Regions from separate parts of the Zea mays genome. Here regions 1 and 2 are each linked to region 3. Evidence: chromatin contacts called from public Hi-C data. All regions are on one chromosome and are shown on one strand. The core of a region is the stretch at or near the end of the contact, and the rest is flanking DNA. Distances in the headings are between cores, read along the strand shown. Region 1 holds the start of LOC103641375 (probable GTP-binding protein OBGM, mitochondrial). Region 2 has its middle 150 kb from the start of LOC100193483. Region 3 holds the start of LOC100280403 (Phosphoglycerate mutase-like protein AT74H).

Region 1 (3,383 bases), core at 355-2,854, 280 kb before region 3:
AAACTCGTCTTCATCCTCCCAAAATTCTTCATCCCCACTTTCAGTCTGATCTTTTTCATCTGTGCCCTCTTGACATGAATAGATTCTTACATCACGATTTGTGTTTGAGAACTGAGCCTTGGAGCATGTATGAAAGTATTTTGGATTATCCGAGTTACTGTTGCTTCCCTTTACAGTGTCATTTCCATCAGTGTTATGCTTAGGGGCAATATGCTGATGGGGCAAGCCACCATCAAAACCTTCTGTCACTATATTAGCAATCTGGTACAAATCTGAAGAGTGTTCTTCAGCACTAGGTATGTCCCAGGGATCTAGAGCTCTGGTCGGTTTATTTACTGTGAGAGAAGGTTGCTCCCCTTCGACAAGATGAATCACTGTGCCTACAGGTACTTGTGCAATCTGTAACATATAAGTAGAGAAGGGGATATATAACATAAACAAAAAAAAAGTTATGACATATATATGCATATACTCGTGGTAACCTTGTCAGAACCTCTTGTTCCTATCTGATTCTTAGAAACTCCATTGCCACCTCGGCCTCCTCTCTGAAAACCAAAATTAAACAAGCTAAAGCCAGGTATCAATGATTTCCCCAGAGTTCGAATGATCCACATCAAACCGAGCTACACCGCAGTGTCTAGATTCACACTTTATGTCGATAGACATATAAATAAAATTCAGGGTTAAGTGACCTTTCTTATACCAATACATTCACAAAACTAGCTTTCAATTAGGATGCTGTAATTTATGGAATAAGATCTTACATCAAGCACAACAATCAGTGCAGCAACCATATCTAGCTCAAGCAAAATCATATGATGTTTTTGAAGACATACCATGTGATGCTGCAAGCCACTGAAATCCCAGATAGACCGTGAGCACTCAAGAATTACATCACCACCCTTCCCTCCATTACCACCTGTACATTTTAAAATTCATTATAAGGATGGATCAGTCCAAACAATGAAAATATATACTCCCTCCGTTTCTTTTTATTTGTCGCTGGATAGTGCAATTTTACACTATCCAGCGACAAATAAAAAGAAACGGAGGGAGTATATTAGTATTAGTATGAAAAGGCAAGGGCAGCACAAGAGGGTGGGGTCTCTCACCGTCAGGCATGCCGTGGCGGTTGGACCTAGAGCGCCGGAGGCTGACGCAGCCATTGCCGCCGTCGCCGCCCTTGGCGCGCATCCGGAACCTGTCGACCATGCCCCGCGCCTGCACCAGACCCATCAGTAATCAGACGGAGGAGAAAATAGACTCAGGGAAACGGGGATATGGAAGTAGGAGACCTGCAAAGGCGCCGCCTTTCCCTCCCTCCCCTCCGGCGTAGACCCGTAGTAGCATACCAGACGGTCGGCCGCCCAGGACGCCGGAGCCTGCGCCACCGCCCTCGGCGGCGGGAGCCGGCGGAGGAGAGTCTGCTGCCACCGCCACATATCCACTCCACTGGATCAACAAGGGAGTGGAGGCGAAGGTCCAAGAATGGAGAATGATCCCGGCGCCTCGTGGATCTCGACCTACGGCGGCGGCGGCTGACCTCGGGTGGGAGACAAGGAACGACGGCAGCTGGTGAGGACACACAAAATTCGAGGTATGGCAGATTTTGTTTATAACTATGTATTTATATGGTCAAATCCTGAAATCCATGTATGCGTGTATAAGTTTTAGTTGACAACAAATAATTTAAAATAAAACAATGATTTAACTTAACAAAATAAGTTGAATTTATTATTGCTCATACAATCAAATAATAAATTTAAACCTATGCAACACAAATACTTAATCAACTTGTATGATTATAATTCACATTTTAATATTGATATAATATATATTGTTTACAACAGTCATACAAAAATCTGCACATACTTTGTTTTCATTTTTGAACCCGTGCCTTCCAAAGTAATCCATGATCAAAATCAGGTGTCCCGTTTCTGCATGCACAAGAAAAGATACAAATCTAAGCTGTTATGGGTCAACTACTTGCAAACAGGTCTAGTAGTACTGAAGTCTGTAGTACCGTACATAACGTAGCTATGAACATAGGCCTAGCTGCCTAGCACAAGCAACGGCATACAAATAAGCACATGCCAGGGAAGAGCACGAGCAGTCTGTGAAAGATAAGGATGAGCATCGCGCAACTCCATAGAGGGGAACGTCGGTAGGCTGAGAAGCAGGTGTCATGTTTTGTGTGCGACGGTGAAGCTAGAGATGGCAATGGGTACCCGCGACCCGATACCCGATGGGTATTTACTCCATTAGGGTATGTATGTGGGCTAAATATTCTACCCGTGGGTCTGTTATTGGGCAAAAATCTTCACCCAATGGGTAAATGGGTATTTGAACGTTCTGCCTTCACCCATACCCGTTAACCCGTGGGTATAAAATACCCAATATAAACTTATCCGAAGCATGAACTTGGACTTTAGTCATCCAACTTTTTTACTATTTAACAACAATTTAATGACCATGTAATGGAACATGTAATGTGCTATGTAGTACTATCATAGTGTTACTACTTTATCCAATTATCTTTGATATGTTGAATGGATGGTTAAATGAAGCTAGAAAATTTTGTAATGGTATTTATATGGATATACTTGACATTTATATAGTATAATATTTTGATAGTTGTTTAATTTTTGTGGGTATGGGTGGCCCGATGGGTGACCCATACCCGCATGGGTATGGGTATGGGGGTAAATCCATACCCGCCAGTGTATATGGGTGACCTGGTGGGGTTATTTTTGTGTCGTGGGTATGGGTATGGGGTAGTAATACCCGGTGGGTATTTACCCATTGCCATCTCTAGGTGAAGCAAAAAAAATTGCAAACAGGCCGCAGGCAGAGGCAATACCAAAGTGGCTTGGATCATGCCAAGGTATGGCTTGGGCCACACTAGGCCCCTCCGCCACTGAAGGACGGGCTCCCTTCCCTCAGCAGTAAGCTCTAAACCCTAAACTAAACCCTAAACCCGTGACGGGACCTCATAACTATTGTTTTCGTTAAGACAATATCATCTCAAAAAATATCATATTTAAAATTTGAATTTCAAATATCTATTAATATTTTATTAGTCACCAATAAGTAGATCAATTATAAAACTGGGTAAATTTACAAGTGACAGACAATCGCATTTGTTTTGGTATAGATGATATCATTTCCGGCCGTTAATAACACTTTGCAAAGAAACTACTTATAACGACATAACGTTTATAATAAACAAAAACTTAACATTTATAACAACAGAACATTTATAATAATAGCAAAGAAACTCCCACATAATAGCTTCTTTGCAGAGCGTTTCTACAAATGTAAACAGAGTACTGGATGGTACAGCTGATTAAATTACAAAGGGATACGGTAGTGGCATGCTTAGA
Region 2 (3,709 bases), core at 947-3,446, 440 kb after region 3:
TTCCTCAGATTTTATCTTAATAGAGAAATGACAAGCAGCAACACAGATTCAACAGAGACAAAAATGATGGAAAATAACACATTTGGAATGATTGAGATCCCTAATCTACCTCTTCAAAGAAAAAATCAATACGAATTCGTTGTTGGGCCATAGCGCATAAACTCACAATACAGGTTCAACAGAGAATTGGATTTCATGTTTGCAGCAGCAAAAGACTAAAACTGTTGCAACTATATAAGTTGTCTACAGCTGCGTAGTTTGAGAGACTCTGGGCCACTTGGAGGCTGCCATCAGGTGGACAAAAATTTAAGAATGGAATTCGTAGTAGCAGCCACACGGAGCCGTCGGGGGCCAGCAATGAGACAAGAGATCGCTAGGAACTACGACTGACGACGAGCGAGATGCTAGTATGTGACTAAATGGAAGAGGTAGCCACCCGCCCGCTCGGTGCTACTACCTTCGTACCTCACGTGAGGGTGTCGCTACTCAGACACGGCCAAATAGGAAGCAGGGAAGGGGAAACTAACCGGGGCGTAGATGACGTGATGATGCGAGGGTGGCCGATGAAGGCGCTCTGCAGGGAGGCGAAGCTGGAGCAAAGCGACGACGACAGTGTCGCCATCTGCCCACCTCTCTCAATCTATCTCGTCTCGGCCTCGCAGTCGCGGCCACCAACTACTTCAAAGCCCCAGTGTCCGTCCTACTGCGGTTGTCGCGGTAGATCTCGGGCGAGCGAGGTAGGGGAAGAGGTGTGTGTTGATGGGTGGCAGGGGCATCGCGAGCGGAGGTGGGTGTGGCGACAACTATCGGGGGAAGGGAGGGGGGTCACCGCGAGCAGGGCGGGCGCAGCGGCCGTGTGTCCTCTATCGAGGCGAAGGCTGAGGCGAGCATTGCATGGCTGGGGAAGACGGGGGCGGGGGCGTCGGGGTGGGTGGAAGCGAGGGACACCGAGGGGAGGGGGTGCACGTGTGCGGGCATCGCGACGACGACGCTGGAATCGCGAGGGCTTGCAGGCGAGGATGGCGCGGAGGGGGCCGTCGGGGCGGGGGCGCATATAGCGGGAAGCGAGGCGTATAGATATTGGTGGGGAGGCATCAGCGCGATAGCAGGACACGAGGCGGTGGGACAGGGACAACTCGTGGGGCGCGCGAGGGCATGGTGACGCTACTCTGGACTCCCACACTGTGTCCTTATAGAGTAGCGGAGGTGGGTGTGGCGGGTGGCAGGGGGCATCGCGAGCGGAGGTGGGTGCGGCGACGACTATCAGGGGGAGGGAAGGGGTCACCGCTAGCAGGGCGGCCGTGCGTCCTCTGTCAAGGCGAAGGCTAAGGCGAGCATTGCGCGGCTGGGGGAAGACAGGGGTGGGGGCGTTGGGGCGGGTGGAAGCGAGGGGCGCTGAGGGGAGGGGGTGCGTGGGCATTGCGACAACGGCGCTGGAATCGCGAGGGCTTACAGGCGAGGATGGCGCGGAGGGGGCCGTCGGGGCGGGGGCGCATATAGCGGGACGCAAGGCGTATAGATTTTGGTGGGGAGGCATCAGCGCAATAGCGGGACGCGAGGCGGTGGGACAGGGACGACTCGTGGGGCGGGGGCATGGTGACGCTACTGTGGACGCCCACACTGCGTCCTTATAGAGTAGCGGAGGTGGGTGCGGCGGGTGGCAGGGGGCATCGCGAGCGGAGGTGGGTGCGACGACGATAATCGGGGGGAGGATGGGTCATCGCGAGCAGGGCGGGCACAACGGTCGTGCGTCCTCTGTCAAGGCGAAGGCTGAGGCGAGCATTGCATGGCTGGGGGAAGCGAGGGGCGCCGAGGGGAGGGGGTGCGCGTGCGCGGGCATCGCGACGACAATGCTGGAATCGCGAGGGCTTGCAGGCGAGGATGGCGCAGAGGGGGCCGTCGGGGCGGGGGCGCATATAGCGAGACGCAAGGCGTATAGATTTCGGTGGGGAGGCATCAGCGCGACAGCAGGACGCGAGGCGGTGGGACAGGGACGACTCGCGGGGCGGGGGCATGGTGACGCTACTATGGACGCCCACACTGCGTCCTTATAGAGTAGTAGAGATACCTTGTACTTTGAGTCATGGTTGTGTTTCACAGCCCCTCCCCCTTTTCCGTACAGAATTTCCTGTGCTTCATTTTGTCCCACGATGTAATCCAAAACGATGTACGGCCCGGCCCGTTCCCATAATGTGTGATCCAAAATGAGTCCGGTCCCCAAAATGCAATTGGCCCAAAAATGTTCTGCCGCGTCCATGTCAAATGCAACGTGACATTTCAATTTGTCTGCATGTCTTTCTTTTTATTTTAAACGGGTTTCAAGTAATTTTTCAATGATTTTTTTCAGGTAGAAACTCACTATGAGTCTGATTGTATATGTTGAAGCTTTTCCCAATCAGATTTCTTTTAAGAACATTCAAAAGAGTGCCTCACATTTAATTTTCCCAATCAGATTAGCTTCATATAATACAGATAGCCATGCGTTGTAGTGGTACTGCTTGATTTGAGCTGAGTGTGTACAGGGTTCAACCCTGCCCACGTCACATTCTTGGTTTTTGAGCTCGGTGCAAACCATAAAATGGCGCACTAATCGGTTCAATCTAAAAACTTAAGTTGTTAAGAGAAAGTAGGCAATCTACACATATACACTTGAACACATTCACTCATATGCAGACATAGAGAAAGGCGTAAACGTGAAAATAAAGGCATAAATAATGAAGCCTCTGCCACCTAGAGACCTCCGTTTGTCGAATAATATGATATCGACCATACCAAATTAAAGGAAGAGCCAATCAACTACTTTGTCGACCGATAAACCTGCCAAATACCAAAATCTAATGGCTAGTTTGGAAACCTCATTTTCCCAAGGAAAATTAGTTAATTTTCCCTTAGGAAAATAGACATCCATTGGAAAAATGGAGTTCCCAAACTAGTCATAAAGAGGATTATACGTACGATAGACCAATCTCCAACTAGAGTAGATCGAGCTCCTTCACCTTGCTGATGTTACAATAATAATAATAACAAATAAAAAGGTTGGGAACAATTTTGAGAAAAAAATATCCAGCTGTTAATAATAACAGCAGACCACTCTCCACTTAATAAGATACTGGATTATATTTGGAGTCCTAATGGGCTTCTGTTTTACTTTGAGAGGCCCTGCAAACCCAATGTTGTATTGATATTATAAGATCATAAGAGAGGAATAAATAATACTAGTATAATACCCGTGCATTGTGACGGTATCCAACCATATTTGATGATATTAATTGGGTGACCAAGCGACACTTGAGAGTCTTAATGGACCTTCCACATAAAAATACACATAATAAATGAATTTAATGTCAAAGTGAACATATTATTCATATACCAGATATTGAACCGGTGAAACAAATATTACACTTGATCTAACGCTTAACATGATTACTGAAATACATACTTGCTCTTGTCTTTAGAGTATCATATCAAACAATAAAAATATTTTCTGCTTTTACAGAGCCTTGTACTTATTTCCAATTGTGTAGTTGGTTTCACTTAAAATTCAATGTGAAATGAATTCGGCCTGAACAAAACTTTTTCATAGTTATGCTCTAGCAATGTTCCACAATTAAATGGCTAGAAATCTGTATAAGACCTTGCTGCATTTGGTGATGTGTGGAATGCACGAACTACACCCTATGTTGAATGAGAGGAGCGGAGCTCGCGCCGG
Region 3 (3,479 bases), core at 395-2,894:
TATCTAATCAAAATCTTTTATATTTTTTTTCTAATCCATGAGGTATAGGAATAACTAAACAAGGCCTGAGTGGTTCTCACCTTGAAGTTACCTCCATAGACCTGCGCCCCTAGTCATCCCTTGAACCCTGCACCATTGAGTTTCTTCCTGGTTACAACATTTCTAGCTAGAAATTCTAACTGAGTTCTAGAGTGTCACACTGTTAATAGCTGTCATTAGTATCTCAGTGACCCTGACATAGAGATTAATTTAAATCAGACTAGCTGATCACAGTTTGCAGATTCAGAGTACACATAGAACTCTTTTAAGTGGCAGATAATCTAAACTGGCACTCAGAGTTTTTAGTTTCTAAATGCCCAACCTGTAAAATAAAATAAAAAGGGAAAGAAAATTTTCTATTTATGATACACATAAATGTATTTTTATAGTTGTCTAACTTAGGAGTTTCAGATTTAGCTTCTGCATGATAAATCTAACAAGAAGGTGTTTTTTGGCGTGTCATGGATAGAATACAATTGTTTTAATGTATTTAACTTGCTTGTCATGACATGCTGTAATATTTGATGGCACCAACAAGCAAGGAATCATAGGAGAAGCAACAGCTCTAATCATAAAAATTCAAATAAAATTGGATATGGGGGGAAATCATTTGTACACTGGAGTCGGTTTTGACCTTCCAAATTAACATCTAGTTCCTCATGTATAGTAGTGTTAAAATCACATCTTATATACTCGGTTTTAGTTTTATTGAGTCTAAAACCTTTGGACTGTAGTCTCCCGCCATAACTCTAGTTTCATATTTACTCTGCACGGCTTTCATTAACTAGCACTATATCGTATGTAAAAAGCATATACCAAGAAATGACCTCATCCATTAGACCATTACCAAGACCAAAAAAAAAGGACTCAAAGCTGATCTTTGACGTAACCCTATTCTAATTAAGAAGTTATTTGTGTTTCTATCACTTGTTTGAACACTAGTCACAACATTGTTGTATGTGTCTTTAATGAGTCCAATCCAAAATCTATATAACATTTTTTTGGTATTTTGCCATAAGGCTTGTTCAAATCGATGAAAAGCGTGTGTCTCCCTATACTAATTCATCACTTAACTTATTAAAAAAAGGGTACATGGTAGACCTCCGGGACATAAAGCTAGATATCTGTCAGGTAACACTCCATAACCCTCTTGTATGTATGTCACAACGTAGTGGCAGTTCAATAATTCCCGATCGTCGATGCTTCCCAGAGTGCTCGCAATCGGATTGCTCCAGGAACGCCAATTTTCCGAATGCCTGCGTCCAACGAAGCCCCCATTTCGCGCGGTAAACTCACAATCGAACCCAATAATACGCTTCAATCGGTCGAGGGACACAGCAAGCCAAATAAATAACGCGTCCCATCTGAATTCGCTCCCCCTGACCCCAATTCCCGCCAGCGATTTGATGTCCAGCGAAACTAACCAACCGAGCGCCGCGAATGCAGCGCGGATCGGCGCGATTAAGAGGAGCAGTCGAAGCTTGCAAAGCAAGTAAGGGTAGGGGAAAGTTCATCTCCTGGGGATGGGGAATCCACACGTACCTCGTCGCCGTCGCTGTCACGGGAGGAGCAGGTGCGAGAGGGGAGGAGACGCGCCCGTTTCTGAGGACCCAGAATGGCAGGAAGAGAGAGATTTTGAATCTAATTTTGGGGTGGTCGTGTGTACTGGTACTGGCGTAGGAGGAGAAGATCCCGCCAGAAACGTGAGATGCACACGTAGAGGTCCACGCCCAACAAACGATTGTTTTCAAGGTACTCGTGTTCATCCTCTATATCATTCATTTACCGTCTCTTCTTAAAGATTCTCTCCTCCATATCTTCATCTTCAGTAACATCCTCTATATCTCACACTTTATACATAAATAACGATATTATAGATATATTTTACTTTTAATTTTTGTGCATACGTATTTATCACTCTCAAATGTACATATTTTAGTTTGACTAAATCTATTGTTTAAAGTATGAAAATGGATAGAGCAGAGGAGATAAAAACTCTATATATAGAGGATACAGCAGTATTCTCTAAATTTAGAGGACCGTTTAGAGAACGTTGTTGGGTACGTAGAGAACAACCATATCCTTTAAATTAAGAGTACAGAACCCTTTGGAGTTACTTGTTAGAGTTAATCTTATACATGTCTACATAGTGGTTGACAATTACCCGAGTCAAAGTATTATTTTCAGCCATAGTCGTAGTTGTATTAAAACCACATCAAGCCACAACGAATAAGTTATATACAGAGAGAGAGAGGTATAGCATGGTCATAAATCCTGACCGGTAGAACCGTGGAAGGTGTACTGGATGACTGAACACATTCGTTCTCGCTTTGCAAGTTCTCAATTGCATTAGGAGGCAGCTTTTTAGATTGATCATCGTCGAATTCCACAACAGCCAAAGCTATTTCTCAGTCGGCAAAATTAACTATTTGTCAATAGGAGGTGAAATGGCATACAAAATGCAATGCCAGCTACTTTGTCAGTGACGGATTTTCGCTAGTGAGAGTGATTCCCGCAGATCAGAGAGAACCCCGCCTCGGCGCCTCCCAACGACCTCGCCACCAGGGATTCAGAGCGATACCTCGCGAACCGCATTGCTGTGCTCAACCAGTCTTCTTTGTCAGTGTCCTGACGTGACACATCTGGTCACTGACACAGACGCGGCGGCGGCGGCGGTGTAGAGCCGAGAGCGTCGCGGTGGTCCGCAACGTGGGGACGCTGAGGCGGCGTTCGGCGTCGTGGAGGTGGTTGTCGTCGACGTCGGCCGCCGCGACGTCAGCGCCTCCGGCAGCCACGGCACCACCTCGCGCCTCCGCCACTTCGCCTCCCTACCCCTAGCCCGCGCCTACCTCAAGGCAAGCTATCCCGCCATTGCTCACCAGACCCCTAAACCCTAGTCCCCTGCCCTCCATTTGTTTGTGCAGGACGGGAGAGGGTGTGACATCTGCGGCATGGAGATCATCGACGATGCGTAGCCGGTTTCCGACAATGAGGTCGGTGGGTTTCTCGTTATTCAGTACGTGAAGTAACGCTGGTCGGTATGCAAGCTGAATGGGGAAATTGTGATTTACTGTATGACTGAGTCTAGTGGACTCATATGGAAATTAGCTCAACCCAGTCACCGAGTTCACTGCCATGTTTTTTTTATTCGAGGAAAAAAAGTTCGCTCCCATGTTACTCACTTACTCACGTATTTGCATTGGGCACTTTTTAAATCGTGTGCACTGTGCAAACACCAAACACGTTAAATTAGCATTCCTTTTGATGTTTCATTCAGGCATATATTATGAAATCAGCATAGTATTCAATAATTGATTAGCATAGTATTCAATAATTGATTAGCTTGGACAAAGTGTGATTCTGGAGAAATTTACATCTCTTACAAAAAGGGCAGTAACAGTAAAACTCCTAGGACACAACTAAGATGTTAGCTACAGATG

Evidence for each region. Hi-C and Micro-C count contacts between places; a contact is called where the count stands out from the background.
Region 1: a Hi-C map of ear shows a contact between it and region 3, with 3 times the contacts expected there. The contact joins the promoter of LOC103641375 here to the promoter of LOC100280403 in region 3. A contact is called at or near these places in 6 of 25 Hi-C or Micro-C datasets (bundle sheath, ear, endosperm and 2 more).
Region 2: a Hi-C map of leaf shows a contact between it and region 3, with 6 times the contacts expected there. The contact joins the enhancer-like site here to the promoter of LOC100280403 in region 3. A contact is called at or near these places in 2 of 25 Hi-C or Micro-C datasets (bundle sheath and leaf).

The regions. Positions count from the first base shown.
Region 1 is chr10:90,492,894-90,496,276 of Zm-B73-REFERENCE-NAM-5.0, reverse strand. It overlaps LOC103641375 (probable GTP-binding protein OBGM, mitochondrial), which reads right to left and starts at 1,604. Exons shown (of 5, transcript NM_001351710.1): 1 at 1,296-1,604; 2 at 1,113-1,221; 3 at 837-919; 4 at 483-545; 5 at 1-399. The coding sequence starts at 1,442. It overlaps LOC542143 (MAP kinase6), which reads right to left. Exons shown (of 10, transcript NM_001111768.2): 10 at 3,260-3,383.
Region 2 is chr10:89,770,073-89,773,781 of Zm-B73-REFERENCE-NAM-5.0, reverse strand. It overlaps the pseudogene LOC103642609. Among protein-coding and RNA genes, the nearest start is that of LOC100193483, 150 kb to the right of the region's middle. Within about 2 kb of position 2,196, at least 3 of the 20 cell types and tissues checked have an H3K27ac peak or open chromatin away from gene starts, as enhancers often do. A contact at or near this core is called in bundle sheath and leaf, where this site is marked.
Region 3 is chr10:90,213,819-90,217,297 of Zm-B73-REFERENCE-NAM-5.0, reverse strand. It overlaps LOC100280403 (Phosphoglycerate mutase-like protein AT74H), which reads right to left and starts at 1,644. Exons shown (of 5, transcript NM_001153326.1): 1 at 1,582-1,644; 2 at 1,141-1,295; 3 at 81-127. It overlaps LOC103641370 (a long non-coding RNA gene), which reads left to right and starts at 2,313. Exons shown (of 3, transcript XR_560276.3): 1 at 2,313-3,032.